Linked DNA regions of Sus scrofa: region 2 is linked to region 1. Evidence: chromatin contacts called from public Hi-C data. All regions are on one chromosome and are shown on one strand. The core of a region is the stretch at or near the end of the contact, and the rest is flanking DNA. Distances in the headings are between cores, read along the strand shown. Region 1 has its middle 55 kb from the start of ALOX5AP. Region 2 holds the start of USPL1 (SUMO-specific isopeptidase USPL1).

Region 1 (7,876 bases), core at 3,545-6,044:
AAGGTGCCTAGAACCTTGTCACCAAGGCCTGGTGGACCCAGTGGTCTTCCCAGACCATGTGGTGTCCACCCCACCCCCACCAGATGGGTGACTGGGCCCTGGGACCCCCAGGCCGTGCCAGCTCTTTTCTGAGCCCTCACTGTGCCGGAACCATATGGGGCCAAGTCGGGCAGCCCGCCTGCAGGGCCTCATGGAGCACTAAGGGGAATTGGCGTCCGATTTCCCCTCAGAATCCGGGAGCTCATGGGGGGCTGGGCCGAGGCTCACATCCGAGGCAGAAATGGGAATTAAGCCTTCCCTCCAAATGCCTGAAGCTCTCTTCCAGCCCTCCATCCTGTCTCCCCCACCCCCACCCCTCTCGCCCTCCACCCTCCCTCACCCCAGGGCCTCTCAACCTGACTCCAAGCGCCTGGGGACATGTGCACTCTTGGAAGCCGAGTGTGGATATGCATCTTCAGGGAAGAGCCCACAGTTACTGCTGCGCTCTCAAAAGGGGGTCATAATCCCCCCAATGCCAAGGTCATGGCTTCCCCGGGGTAAGGTACCTGTTAATTTTGTTCTCCAGGAAAGACCTGGAGACGGAGTTCGGCCCATGGCGGAGAAACTCCTGTGGGAGGGGCGGCGTCATGCAGGAGGCGGGCCTGACCAGGAGCCCCTCAGCAGGAAGCAGGATTCTGGAGCACAGCTCGCCAGAGAGGAACCCCACGTTGGGCAGAAATGCTGGGCCTTGGACCACAGCCTTGCTTGAAGTTGGCCTGGGCTGCCCTAAGACGAGAACCACAGGGTTTGAAAGCTGAGGTGTGTCCTGGAGGAGCCGATGTCTGGGAGAGGTCAGCCAGGCTCTCTCCTTGTAACTGGGCCTCATGTCCTTTCTGGAAGGGGATCTGGGCAGTGCATCCCTGGGCCTGCTACATGCCCTGGGCAGCCACTACCCACGGCTCCTGGTTGGTCCACTCCACAGCCCATCAGACTGGCCCAGACAGATCCAAATCCTACAGGTGGCCCAGCCGAAGCCAAGCTGGGCCCCCTCCCCCACCCATGACTGAGTAAATCTGGGATCCCAGTGTCCTGGGCCCTGATCTTGACCTGAGGAAGAGAACGAGGGGGATGCTGGACCGGAGGAGTTATAGACAGGGAAGTCCTTATCTTATGAATAGATTGTGTACACATTGGTTGTTTAAAATTTGGGATATATTTGGAATACATTTCTCATGGAAAGTCTGTTATAAATGGTTCCCAGGGAGTTCCTGTCATGGCTCAGCAGTTAACGAACCCAACTAGCATCCATGGGGACGCGGGTTCGATCCCTGGCCTTGCTCAGTGGGTTAAGGATCTGAGACTGCCATGAGCTGTGGTGTAGGTCGCAGACGAGGCTTGGATCCCAAGTTGCTGTGGTGTAGGCCGGTGGCTACAGCTCCAGTTAGACCCGTAGCCTGGGAACCGCAATATGCCCCAGGGTGCAGCCTTAAAAAGACAAAATAAATAAATAAATATATAAATAAATGGTTCCTGGGATTTTTTGAAAAAACCTGTTAAATTTATAACGATGTTGAGATAGTAGGAAGGGTCATCCTTGAGCTCCAAGGCCCAGAAGACCAGGAAAGTGAGATTCTTTGAGTTGCCAGGGGAACTCTGCACAGCGGAGGACGAGGAGAACTCTGCCAGCGTCAGAGCGCAGAAGCAGTGGGAAGTTAAGGGAGGCAGGGCCGGCCTGGGCGTCCGGGGGCTTCCGCTGCGAAGGCAGTAGAGAGACCTGTAGCCCAGGGATGCAGAGGGACCACGGGTCTGCAGCAGGGAGGCTACTGCGGCAAAGGCACACTGCACTGCAGGGAGGGTACGCCGCATCTTTTTAAACTGGGTTTCTTGCCTATCGGCAGCCCAGGCCCCTTTGCAACCACCTTCACGGAAAGGTTCAGTCAGGCTGGAAGGAGAATGAGATCCAGCCAGCTCTTGGTTAACCTCTGGAATGCCGGTGCCTCCCATGCCCAGAGCGCCACGAGCAATCCTCAGGAGCGCGCCCGTGGGGGACGTTCTGGGAGCGGCCACTAGATGGCGCGTCCGCCCTTCCCTACCCGGAGCGCGGGAGCCAGGCACCGGGCGAGGAAACCGGTCGTTTAATTGCCATTTAATGAGAAGGCTGATCCCAAGTGCCCTCCTCCTAGGGAAAGCTCCGGGCTTCTATCAAAGAGAACGGCTTATTTATCCTCTAACATGAAGAAGCTTCCAGGCAGCATCAATTAAACACGTTTAATGTGACCAGAGGGGGAAAACATCTAAGGGATTGAATATATAGCGTAGTTACCATTAAAAATATCAAACCGCCCATTCCGGTCTCCGCGGCTTGTAGATTGACCTAGGGTGGATCTCAAGTGTGTCTGACTACCTCGGAATCCCACCCAATCCCCAGACAAGCTGAAGGCTGGGGTTTTGACCAATACTCCCCTCACATCAGGTGACCTTTGATTCCTATTTTTCTCATTCATCCCATAGTGGATACGCATGTGGTCAGGACTTTCCTTACAAAGTGCGGGTTGAAAAACACAGTTACTGGTGATATCTTCTGTACTGTCTATTTCATCTGTAGGGCAGATTCTGGAAGATGCCATTGTCTGGACCAAAGTACATGGATCCAAATTGAATAAGCCTGTGCCCAGGTCTAGGTGACTTGAAGCCCTAAGCAAGTCCCATAGCTCTAAATTCTGAACTACTGGAGGCAGGTCGGTTACAGGATGCTATTAAGGTTGGGGCTTAGTACATTACACAGATGGGCGAAATGCTGCAGTTCCTTGGTTCTAGCAATAGTGATCACCCAAGAAATGGATCACTTTTGTGTTAAACACACTTCAGTCTCCCTTTCTTCATTAACTCCTGGTGCCAGATTTGTGGTCCGTTGGAGGGCCGTCTAAGATAAGCCTCACAGCGTACTTTTTATTTTTTTCCTCACTTCACTCTTGGCTCCGCTCTATGTCACCACCCTTATCTTTTCTTTTTCTCTTGCTCCTATTTTCAGTTATATATTAAACGTATTTTGTGTCTCCATTGTAAACTCCCTTAAATTCTTTGTGAAACAGAGTAAAATGCAAATAAAATAAAATAGACATCTGATGCATTCTTTCTGTGGCATAGCGTTAAGTCAAAGGGTCCTGAGTATTTGTAGTCTGTAATCCCTTGCGAGAACAGAGGATTTTAAGATTCTCTGCCAGCCTGCCTGAGTGGTGACATTTTCCAATACTACCTGCTCACCAGCACCTTGAATTTTGCTTAAGCTTGGTTTGATTTGGGCACCTCCAAGTTGCATTTTCTGGACTTTTCTCTTTTTTATGCAATCCACAAAGCCTAATTTTTCTGATTTTTCGAACATCAAGAAAGTGTACTCAACTTCTCAGAGGACTTAGGCGGCATTCTTTTTTTTTTTTTTTTTTAATTTTAAATTGGCTTACCATCCTATTAAAAATGGTTTCCTGGCTTTTTGGCAAAGACCTATTAAATTCCTAATGGTGTTAAAATAACAGGAAGGGTCATCCCGAGCTCCGAGGCCCGGAAGACCCCCAGCAATTCCAGTTCACTAGTTTGGCTGGAGCCTTAGAAACACATTAGGAAACAAAGAGAAAGCCATGACAGTTTGACTCAAAGAAGTCGTGCTCCCCAAAGTAATACACTTTTTCAGCTGTTGTTGCTATGACAAATATTGAGGCACTCTTTGAAGGCCTCAAATCCTGAATCTCCAAGACTCGCCCCCCCAAATCCGAAGCACTTGAGACTGTTGTTAAATGAATAAATGAGTTCACACAACCAAACCAAAACACTGGGGGAGAACGAGTGAATCCCTGGGTAGGCTTGGCAGCTTCATCCTCTGGTCCCCACATGGGACTGGCCAACTTTCAAAGATGCAAGGATTTGCTGAAATGATGTTTCTGTGGTTTTCTCAAGGAGGGAATAAAGAGGCAGGAAAAGGCTAGTTTCTGGGAAAGGCCGCTTTGAAGGAGAAAGACTTGGAGGCCCAGGAAACTTCTCTGGGAAAGCGCCTGGAATGTCGTTATTTTATCAAACGAGCCCCCTCCCCACCCTCTCCCCCACCTCCCCTCCCCCTGGTGTTACTAACTTGTACGGATGCCAGCAATTCAGCCCGCCGTCCTGATCCCCATGCTTACTGCTGCATGTTTGTCCTGTGAGGTTTTTTTTACTTCCAAGGATTTTATGTCACTGGCCAGGCCTAAAAGTTCAAAAGAACAAAGACGGTAATTAGTCTGTGGGTTTGGCTGTGTAAACAACTGATTTCTCTAATTCAGGTCAAAAGCTAGACTCGCCAAGGACACACACTTTTACTATGCATTGACATTAGAAAGTTTTGCCTGACGGTTTTGTTTTGGTTTGGTTTTCGGTTTTTTGCAGCTCATCAGACCGGTCTTGTTCTCCGTGGCTCCTGTTTCTTTTGCTTTCTCCGGGCTTCCTTTTTCAGGATTTTTGAGCACCGAAGCGCTGTGGGGCCGGGCTTTACAAGAAGCAGACAGTGTTTGGTGTGGGGGCCTCTCGACAGGCTGGAAACATTTACTTTCCCATCCAGTCTCCCTTCGCTGCCAAGGAATCTGCGCGCCTGGGGGAAATGCTTTCCCTCCTGTGTTTACAAAGCACTAAATTTTCAAAGTCATTAATTCCCTTCCTAAAGAAAGGGCCTAATGGAGTTTTCTAGAGTCACTGCTGAGACAGTGGTTACAACCCTGGAAGATGAGGAGAGCCACAAGGGCCTAAAGGGAAGCAGGAGGAAGAACGCGTTCTCCAGCTTTAAAGGGAAATATTTTGAATACCTCCGTCACTACCTCACGCACTTACTTTATTTTCCTTTCCAGAACATTCAGAAGTGTTGTGCAGTGCAGACCCATCTCTCCTCCCTGCGTGCGTGCGTGCGTGCGTGCGCTCTTCATTCTGAGGGTGCCGGCTAACCTCTTCCCAGCCCCCCCCTGGGGGCAGCTCCAGAGCTGGGGTGCCCAGAGCGCCAGCCAGAAAGGGCCCTGTTTTCCCAGTGCTCGTGTTACTCCTTGGAATCCTGGGTTCCAGGCAGATCCTTAGCCCCTTCAGGGCCAGCAGGCTGCAGGGAGCCGCCCTGCTCTGAGCACGTGCCTGTCCATTCCCGTCCATTCCCGGGTTAGCCCAGGCCGCCCTGTCTGGGCTCTGGGGCAGGAGAGGGACACTCTTCCTAGTAGGGGCACTGACTGCTCCCTGGGCGGAGTGGCATGAACAGTCCTCTCCCTGGGCCTGAACACACCCCCTATAGCTCCACCGTGAGGCTAGGAAGACTCTTCTTGACTCCAGTGTGGAATCTTTTTTTTCTAGAAAGTTCCCTGAGGCTACAGATGTCTTTAAGTATTGATGGGGCCAAAGGAGGCACAGTGGAAGGTGTGTTGGCAGGAAAAGCAGCAGTTCTCAAATGATGGCCCACGGACCTCCCATATCAAAATCACCAGGAAAATGCAGACTCTTCCCCCACCCTCCCCCACCAGCCCCACCACCTAAAAATCAGGATCTGCCCAGGAGTTGGAGGGACGACAGGTCTTTGATACAAGGAAGAGACTTAAAGGGTTTTGGCACCAGCCTCTGGGCCCCCCAGACAGGCTTTGCTCCTGGGCTCCTGCAATGGTCTGAGCAGACTTTCCTTCCAGGTGTAGAAATACTGGGCTCGCTGGGAGGGACACTGCCTGGAGGATGCGGGGGACCCCCAAGGCGTGCCCTCCCAGTGAAGGGCAGCAGCCCATGCCTGACTCCCCTCTGGACTCTGAAATCTTCCGGTGTGCGCTGCTGTTGTTTTTACCTCTGTGCCCCTGGATAGGACTCAAGAGAGGCTTTGAATCCCTCCAGAAAATCCTCAATAGCCTGGATTTTGGCTACCCTGGTGATGGCCTTGGTCCCCCTGGCTGCTTGTTTGGCGCTGGATCTGGCCCTCTCTTCTTTGTATCCCTAGAGAAGCTGCCATGAACTATCTCTGGAGGAAACTTACAGAGACCCCAGGATCTGGGCTGCCTTCAGCAGCAAGAAACCCCTCCCTCTGACTGTCACATGAAGCCATCAAGAGACCCCTTGAGACTCATCTCAAGGAAACTTTCAAAAGGATGCTGGAACATTCGTGTGCCATGCCTGTGGGGGCAAGAAGCCAGGAGCCAAGCCCTGGTTCTGCCTCTCACAGCTCTAGCGCCTTAGGCATGTTACTCCCCTCTCTGAGCCAGGGATTTTCTTATCGGAAAAAGAGAAATAATAATAACAGCAATAAAGATAATACTCCTGCAGCATTGAGCTGAAGCTCATGCCAGGTGCTTGGCTGGTGTTGAAATACGTCTGTGCCTCCCCATCTTTCTCACCAGGCATCCACGCCAGGAACATAGGTACCTGGACACTTAGGGAACTGGTACCAGGGACCCATTCTAATTGCCTAAGTTTGACACCCGATCTGTCCCACCTGATATTTATTCCTGAGTTGGAGGGGAGATAATTATTGTTAATTTTTAAAGCAATGGTTGCCCAGTCTGTCGATGATACCTCCCATTAAGGTATATGGTCCGCCAGGCTAGGAGCAGGTGATGCCAAAGCCATCTTGCTTCTTGGATTTCCTGCTAAGCCCCACCACGCTGGGGTGACTCTGTGCACAGTAAATATTTCTGCACGTTTTGTATAGCCCTGGACACCGTGGAGCCACACGCTGGTCCCTGCCTACCTGTCCCAGCTTTGAGAGCTGTCAGTACCAGAGTCTGTTGGCCACCAGCGGCTGCGAGGTGGCAGAATTCTGTGGCCTGTTAATTGTCTTGGAAGCAAATCCTTGAATTGGGAGAGAGAGAAAGGAACTGTAATTAAAGCTTCCCTTGGGCAAAATTTTCCACTGATGGGAATTGGCAGGTTTCTCATGTGCCCATTAAACTCCAGGAGCTAAGCTAGGAACTTTGTACACACAGGTCTTCCTAGACTTACGATGGGGTTATAGTAAACTGAAAATATCTTCAGTCAAAATGCACTTAATACACCCCATCTACCAAACATCACAGCTCAGCCCAGCCCATTCCACATGCTCAGCCCACTTAAATCAGTCTATGGTTGAGCAAAATCATCTAACACCAAACCTATTTCATAATAAAGTGTTGACTAGCTCATATAATCGATCAAATATTGTACTGAAAGTAAAAAACAGAGTGTCTGGCTGGGTCCGGAATGGTTGTAAGTGTATCAGTTGTTTCTCCTCGTTATTGTGTGGCTGACGGGAGCCATGCTCACTGCCACTGCCCAGTGGCATGAGAGAGGATGGGACCACACATCGCGAGACCAAGAAAAATCCAAATTCAAGACTGGAAGTGCATTTTCTACTGAATGCATAATGCTTTCACACAATCATAAAGATGAAAAATCCTAGGTCAAGCCATCATAAGTCGGGGACTGTCTGTATTGAATCTTTTAATCCTTACAACAGCCAGAGAAGGGACTCTTACGATTTTCACCAAGAAACAACAGTTCAAAGAGGTTAAAAGATCTGCTCAGAAAACGAGGGGGCTAGAAGATGACGTCAGAGCCGGGAGCTCCACCTACAAGGAAAGGCAGTCAGTGCTGCTCTTTTTGTCCCTGCGGCCTCCTCAGTAACTTACCTTCAGAGACAGAGAGAAGGCTGATATTGACAGGGAGGCCTCCAGGTCTCTCCCAGGTCAATGCCAAACCACTTCCTGAGGTCTCCCGGATGCCCACTGGGCAAATACACTCTGCCTTATCTCAAGGTATATATTCATTAAGATGCAAGGGAATGGAAAACCATCAGAGACTAAAGAAAATAGAGCAATGCAGGGTGAAGGGGCTGCCTCCGGTGACCAGAGTCCAGGAAGCCAAGTTAAAGAGAGTAGAGCCAACG
Region 2 (7,876 bases), core at 1,578-4,077, 140 kb after region 1:
CTGCACCCGAGGCATATTGAGGTTTCCAGGCTAGACGTCGGGAGCTGCAAAGGCAGATCCTTAACCCACTGAGCAAGGCTAGGGATCAAACCTGCATCCTCCTGGATGCTAGTCAGATTCGTTTCCGCTGAGCCACGACGGAAACTTCCCAATTTGCTATTCCTGAAGAAAAGTCCTTAAGCAGGGTTTCTCAACCACAGGATCATCAACATTTTGGACCAGATAATTCTTTTCCAGGGCTGCCCTGTGCATTAAGAGGATGTTTAGCAGCATCACTGACCTCTACCTGCTAGATGTCAACAGCACCCACCCCTCAGTTGTGACCACATCTCTAGGTGCTGCCAAACTTCCCAACTCCAGCCCACAAGGGGGGCAAATTTGCCCAATTAAGAACCACTGCCAATGCTATAAAACTGGGTTGTGATGATGACTATAAATGTAATAAAACTCATTGCATAATAAAAAATAAAATAAAAGAGATTAAAAAAAAAAAAAAAAAAACCACTGCCAAAAGGGTAAAAACAAGTTTGGTGCTAATGTTTTCTTTTTAAGCTGCTCACAGGCAACACCAATTTGTTATCTTTGGCTGGTTCTATTTACAGGAAAGAGTCCACTTCTACGGTTCCAGAATGACTAAAAGTATGGGCTTTTGGTTCAGAAATTTACTTGTAAAATTAGTTTGTTTTAAGAATTATGCAGAAGTTCCAGTCGTGGCACAGTGGTTAAAGAATCCGACTAGGAACCATGAGCTTGAGGGTTCGATCTCTGGCCTTGCTCGGTGGGTTAAGGATCCGGCATTGCCTTGAGCTGCAGTGCAGGTCGAAGACGCAGTTAGGATCCTGCGTTGCTGTGGCTCTGGCGTAGGCCAGCAGCTACAGCTCAGATTAGACCCCTAGCCTGGGAACCTCCATGTGCCGCGGGGAAGCAGCCCTAGAAAAGGCAAAAAGACAAAAAAAAAGAATTATATGCAATAACATGTAAAATGCTTAGCACCCGACATGTAGGAAATTTTACTATTTGTTTAGAACTAATTTTATACTTTTTGCAGAAAATACTCATCTTGTGGAGTTCCCGTCGTGGCTCAGTGGTTAACGAATCTGACTAGGAACCATGAGGTTGCTGTAGGCTGTGGCTACAGCACCGATTCGACCCCTAGCCTGGGAACCTCCATATGCCACGGGAGTGGCCCAAAAAATGGCAAAAAGACAAAAAAAAAAAAAGAAAAGAAAAAGAAAATACTCATCTTGTATCATTCTGCAGTTTTCTCAAAAGAAAAGCTGAGAAGCTATGTATCTTGAATAAATTGTTTTTGATGGGATTAAGAAAACTTTTCCATCTGGTTTCTGCTCCTCCCTACAACTTCTCTAAGTAAAACAAGAGCCTTCAAATCTGCTCTCCTAATCCCATCATCCCACATTTCAATGGTAAAAACAGGTAGGTTGGTGGTTGAAATCCTGAATATGCAGAACCCCCAAAAGAAAATTCACTTTAATTAAAAATACCAGAGGCTGGCTATTCAGTTCTTCCAAATACGATTTACTGTGTTCTATGTACAAAACCCTGGAGTGATTCTTACAACTTTATTTGGCCTTAAATGACTGCTTTCGTTGTCCTCTCTTCAAAAATCACCTGCTCCTCTCCTTCTCTCTCATATATACTTTGGCACCTCCATTCTTACAAACACGCATACTAGAAAATTTGAGCGGTTCTTTACTCTTTCATTTCCCTCTTCATCATTTAGTGAAAAACATCAAATTCTATGGATAGTTCTTTGGAAGCATCTCAAATCTCCACCTCTCTTTCCATCCCATCCTCACTCTGTATCACTGCCAAAGTGATGCTTCTATAAAACAAGTCTGGAGTCTGCTGCTGCTCAGCTTAAAACCATCTACTGACTTCACTCTGATCATGGGAAAATCCAAACAGCTCAGTACAACCTAAAGGTAGTGCTATGACCTAAAGCTCACTGAACTGACACCAATGGCTTTCCAGTCTTCTCCTCTACTCCATTTCACCTCCAGCATCTTTTTCCTGACCTCTCCCCGCTTCATTACTTCGACTATGCTCCAGAAGCCTGCGTGTGAATTACTAGACCAGTATGGACCCAGTCACAGCACAACGAAAGTGTAAATCTGGCCCTGGGGATAGTGAAAGAAGCAATTAAGCTTAACTCACAGCCCGTGTGCAAAATGGGGAAACCCAGAGAACCGTCTGTTCGAAGCTTTCCCTCCAAGACCAGGTGGGCTCAGCAAACGAACTGTCAAAGGTGAGGCCACAACAGACTTGAAACCGAGGAATGGGGTCGGCTTTCGCCGCCCAGACCTATTTGGTACCCAACCCAGCAGTCCTGAATCACAGACTAACAGACGACAGTTTCGAAACCCAATCTTGGAAACCCGAGGAGGCGCAAGGTTCTGTTAACTCTCCCCATCTCCATGCTCTTTGGGGCGGGGGAGGGGGGGGACCTCTGGTTTCTCTTCAGTTTTTACCTCTCTTGAGTGCAAACGTATCTGTAACTCTACCCTAATACCTTAATCACCAAACCTTCCCACCAAAACCTAGTCCCACCCTTTCCCCCTCCCAGCTTAGCCCATCCTTTCGGCGAGCCGACTATCCCATGGGTCGCCCAGCTCTGTCCCTTTTCCTTACTTCGGCAGCCGAAGGAAACTATTCCGTCTGCTCTTTTATCCTCAGCGGACTCTCCACTTCTTCGTACCAGCTTCCTCCAAACTCCTGTTCCAGCCTGAGCTCCACACCACGAGTGCAACGTTCAACCCACGTTCCACCCTGCCTGCTCCTCCCCCACCGGCCCCTCCGCTAGGAAAGCAGCTTCCGGCTAGAGTCCGCCGCTAAAAAGTTCCCCTTCCTGCTCCGCGCGGGGCCTGGAAGGACGTAAGTGTGGCGGGGAGGATGAGGAACGGAACACTTCCGGCCGGCCTCCGCAGAGAGGCGGGGCTGTAACTCTACCCTAATACCTTAATCACCCGGCTGGCAGCCGCAGCCGCAGCTTCAGGGGCGGGGCCGGTGCCTGCAGAGTCCGCCTTCTGTGAGTGGCTGGGTTTGGGGAGGCGACATTTCTGGAAGCTGATGGAAAGCGCTTGAGTGGTGGAGGTGACGCCAGCGACCAGGGGGTGGGGCGTGATTAAAACTAGTGCGCAGCCGGCAGCGGAGGGATTACGCTAAGAGGCAGGCGCGCGTCCCGTTGCGCACTAGCGATGCGAGCCCGGGTCGGAAGCTGATGCGCCCTTGAGTGACTTGGGTGGGTGGCCGGGCGGGCGAGGAGGAAGGGCTACCCAGCAGGCGGAGGGTGTGATGGAGGCTCTTGGCCGGCGCCCCCCTGCAGCAACGAGGTCTCCTCGACGGCGGGCTGCGCAAGGCCCCCGTAGTTCGCTCTCCTAAAGCCTCAGTGGGAGCCGAGCTGCCACATTGCGTGTTCACAAAGGGTCACCACACACGGAGCTGCCCCTCCCTGTCTCCCTAAACCCCATCTGCGAGGCCAGGGGCTTTTCCACCAGGATTCTGGGTGTTTCTCCTCCTTTGCTCCCTCCCAGATCTTCTAACGGTAAGGGGAGTAGCCAAAGCGCAGGGACTTTGAGCGCCAGGACCCTTTCTTACTTATCAGTAGCCGGAGGGTCCCTGCTGCACTCTTGTCAGCTGCCCTGCCTTGTTTTAACTCAGGGAAAGGGGGAGTTGTCGTGTAGTCTATAAGTTTAAGGCTCTGCTTTCATAGGAAGGTCATGTGGCTTAGGGGACATCGTGATCTCGTGTGCTATTTCTGAGTCTGCATTCTGAATCTTGCGGGCAGCATATTCCAGAAGTCCTTCGCTCGATTGGTTCTGTGTCCAGGAATAACAATATGTAGTTTCTGACCGTTTCAGTACAGAAGAACCACTATTGGCATTTTGGACTATGGGGCTTTTTTATTATTGGTCCCAAACTAAATCGTTATATTCTGGAATACTGCTGAAAATTTTGATAGGGTAGAGGAAGTAGGTCCCGTGTACCAAGGAATTCTTCACTGAGGAGTTCAGTTTTCCGTACTTCTGAATGCAGATAGCCAAGAAATCCAACAGGGAGTTTGTTTTGTTTTTCGCTAGACTGAAAAATAGCTTTTGTTTACCTTTTTGTTGTACTAGATTACTAATGTGCTGGTATATTTGTTGTAAGATCTTGCTAATTAGGTTTTTTATTTTGATGAATTATGATGAAAATATGAGAATGTAGCATTTCGTCCTGAAATAGTAGCGAAGACCCAGATTTTTCTCTTTCAACATTGCTATTTCCATTTTTAGAATAGAATACACTCTATTTTGTAATAAAAACATTTGCCGAATGTTTATTCCATTGAACAAAATAATTGATTCCGTCAAAATTAACCTAAAATTTTAAAGAGGAAAATCAACATCACCAAACTGAATTATATCAAACATTGTTGTCTGCAAAGTTTATTTGTAATCTTTTTGTGCAAATTTGATTATTTTGCTAGGGAAAAAATATGTATAGTAACAAAAAATAGAAATAAAATGGAGGTGGGGCTTGGGTTGTGGAAAGAAAAGAATGGATTTTAGTGTGTGCTGTGTTTTGATTCCACAGCTTTTCCCTTTTTAAATAGTAGGAAAAGTCATATAAAACTTTATAAGATTAAAAGAAGGGTACTAACATGAAATCAGGACAGGTCGACTGGAAAATTTTCCATTTGCTTATAGGAGTAATGGTCCTAAGCTGAGAAAATTGTATACATTTTTGCTTCAACAGTATATTTGGAATGCCTCTCTTTAACATTTAGTCCCAGAAAGAGTGCAGTTACCTTCCAGTAGGATTCAAGCTCATTGCCTTGATACCCTCTTCAGTAATGTGGGACAGCAATTTCGTTTACCTTTTACCGCTTAAAAACTAATGAGATCTACAAAGTTCTCTTTTAGTGCAACAGATTAAGGATCAGGCTGTGGCCCCAGCAAGTTCTGTCACTGGCCCAGGGACTTCCACATGCTTCAGGCTCTGCCAAAAATAACAAAACTAATGTGATCTAATCAAATGAAGTTGTTTTTTGGTTTTTTTTTAATAATAATAGGAGTTCCCGTCCTGGCACAGCAGAAACGAATCCGACTAGGAACCATGAGGTTTTGGATTCAATCCCTGGCTTTGCTCAGTGGGTTAAGGATCCGGCATTGCCAAGAGCTGTGGTGTGGGTCCCAGACAAGGCTCGGATCTGTTATTGCTGTGGCTCTGGCATAGGCTGGCAGCAACAGCTCTGATTAGACCCCTAGCCTGGGAACCTCCATAGGCCGAGGGTGCGGCTCTAAAAAATAATAATAATAATAATAATAAATTAGTAATTAATGAGCAGCTACAATTAAGGTGGCTTTTTTTTCTTTTGCTTTTTAGGGCCACACCCGAGGCTTATGGAGATTCCTAGGCTAGGGGTTTAATAGGAGCTACAGCTGCCGGCCTACACCACAGCTCATGGCAATGCTGGATCATTAACCCACTGAGCAAGGTCAGGGATGGAACCCACAACCTCATAGTTCCTAGTTGGATTTGTTTCTGCTTCACCACGACTGGAACTCCTGTTTTTGCTTTTTTTTTTTTTTTTTTTAATTTTCTTTTCTCACAGTTTAAGCTTTTGCCCTCCTCTGCTGGATTGGATTCCTTAATGACAAAACAAGTCTGCCCAAACATGGGATATAAAGCTGTTTGCTGTAATTGCTTGTGCTAGTCTCATCAAAAAGATGAGAGTCGCAGTGACTAACCACACTTTCTAGCAGCACCTTCGTGAGTACCTGCAATCTTATATCATACAACTCCAACATTTAGAAGGCTTTGAAAAGCAAAACCTTTTTAAGCTTGGAGACAAAATTCATTTGGTGGGAAAATGTGACCTGAACTAATGAGAATTTATATATATATACATATATCTTTATTCATCCTACATGTTTTACTGCAGAAATATTAATATGCTTGATTATGGGGTGCTGCCCTTGGCCACTGATGAGTTGTTCCATAATGATTTGTGTACCTTGTAACAGTTTAAAATTCCCCAAATTCTTACTTACAAAACACATTCAGTCCCTCGGTTTTGGTTAGGGAATGTGAACCTATATTAATATTTTTGCAGTACATGTGCATATTTAAAAAATAACTTAGAACATTTTAGTTCTTGTCCTCAATGAATTCAGTTGAGTCAGGATAGATTTACCATATTGCTCATGTGCAGTGATAGAGATGCATAGCCTATCTGTAAGCATAGCCATATAGTGACCACACAAGAAATTAGTAGTCCCAAGGTTTGAGGTTATTTTGTACTTCAGACTCTAAAATTTAGACAGAACCTGACAGCCGATTGTGTAGCCTAAACTGACTTGGCTCTGTTTTGCACACACAAAATGAAAATACATAAAGAAGACAATGAAGAGTCTTCATTGGAATTTCTGATTTCTAATGCTAATTCTTCTGCCATGTGACCTTACACAAATCACTTCATTTTTCAAGACCTTGGTTTACATATCTATAAAGTGAAAAATTGGGGTTAGATGGATCTTTTAAGGACGGTCCCGTATGGTTCCAACATTCTACCAGCAGGTATTTATCCTTAGAACTGTGCCTATTTTTTATAAATGTTTTCCACTAAGAATATGATCCTGTTTTCTTCTCAAACTACCTTCTTGCTTATCTAAATTTTATGTTTTCTTTTGGCTAGGCAATATATTCACATGGCTCAGAATTCAAAAGGTAGAAGAATATTCAGTGAAAACTCTTCCTTCCACTTCTGTCCCTCAGCCATCCAGTTCCTTGCCTAGGAAACAGCCAGTGCTAGTAGTTTCTTAAATATTTCCCCCCCAAAATGTGTGCATATACAAGTAAATAAGTACTGTATTTGTTTTATTTTTCTTGCTTTTTTTACATAAATGGTTCATGCTATGCATGGTTTGTGTATCTTATTTTTTGTTTATCTTAGAAGTTCTATGTGTCATTATACACACTTTCCTCATTCTTTCTAATGGCTGCATAATGTTCCATCATATGATGGATCATTTCATCAGTCATCTCTCTTTGGATATTTAGGTTTTTGCCTTATTAAAAGCATTATGCAGTGGATAACTTTGAACATCATTTTCCGTATATGTGAATATATCTGTGCCCTAGACAGCTCTATTGGCATAGTGACCTAGTTAATAAAATATGTTATTTAGTAACCAATAACATAAAAAAATTGATAAATCAGGGTCGTAACAGAGCATTTATAGAATTCCATCAACTTTGACTTACGTGTTCCCCATGGCAGATAATATGGTGGCATAGTAGGCTCAACATCCAGTTTGGTTCTAAAGTAAACATGAGAGAAATAAATCACCTGAATTTTTCATTGAGCTTCTTCATTTAAGTCGTAGGTAAAATAAGTGGATTATGTGTGGGACCTTGTCTTAAACAAAAAGAAATATAAAGTTTTAAACACTAAAATCATGCAGCAGAGTGAGATTTTCAGTGGGGGCAATTGATGTAAGAACAGGTTTATGCTTTCCAGCTCATTCTCACTCCAGGGCATGTCCTTCGTGAGTGCTATTTAAGTTGATATTTTTCTTTTACATTTTTTGCCAAGCACATAGTTGAATTTGTGTAAGATGCAACGTCTATCTATTTCCCTTAGCCAAAAAGAAAATTAGGCCTAGGAGTTCCCATTGTGGCCCAGTGGTAACAAACCCGACTAGTATCCATGACAATGTGGGTTTGATCCCGGGCCTCTCTCAGTGGGTTAAGGATCCAGCATTGCTGTGAGCTGCAGTGTAGTTTGCAGACCCAGCTCAGATCAGGAGTTGCTGTGGCTCTGGCATAGGCTGGCAGCTGCAGCTCCTATTCGACCCCCCTTCCTGGGAACTGC

The links. A called contact is a pair of places that touch in the nucleus more often than the background predicts.
Region 2: a contact with region 1 is called in a Hi-C map of fetal skeletal muscle, with 3 times the contacts expected there. The contact joins the promoter of USPL1 here to the enhancer-like site in region 1. A contact is called at or near these places in 2 of 5 promoter capture datasets (fetal liver and fetal skeletal muscle), 2 of 47 Hi-C or Micro-C datasets (embryonic fibroblasts and fetal skeletal muscle) and 2 of 2 datasets of contacts at active chromatin or transcription factors (alveolar macrophages and skeletal muscle).

The regions. Positions count from the first base shown.
Region 1 is chr11:7,462,934-7,470,809 of Sscrofa11.1, reverse strand. No RefSeq gene overlaps it. Among named protein-coding and RNA genes, the nearest start is that of ALOX5AP, 55 kb to the right of the region's middle. Within about 2 kb of position 4,794, at least 32 of the 83 cell types and tissues checked have an H3K27ac peak or open chromatin away from gene starts, as enhancers often do. A contact at or near this core is called in fetal skeletal muscle and skeletal muscle, where this site is marked.
Region 2 is chr11:7,316,138-7,324,013 of Sscrofa11.1, reverse strand. It overlaps USPL1 (SUMO-specific isopeptidase USPL1), which reads right to left and starts at 2,827. Exons shown (of 9, transcript XM_021065545.1): 1 at 2,650-2,827. It also overlaps a transcript of HMGB1 not described here.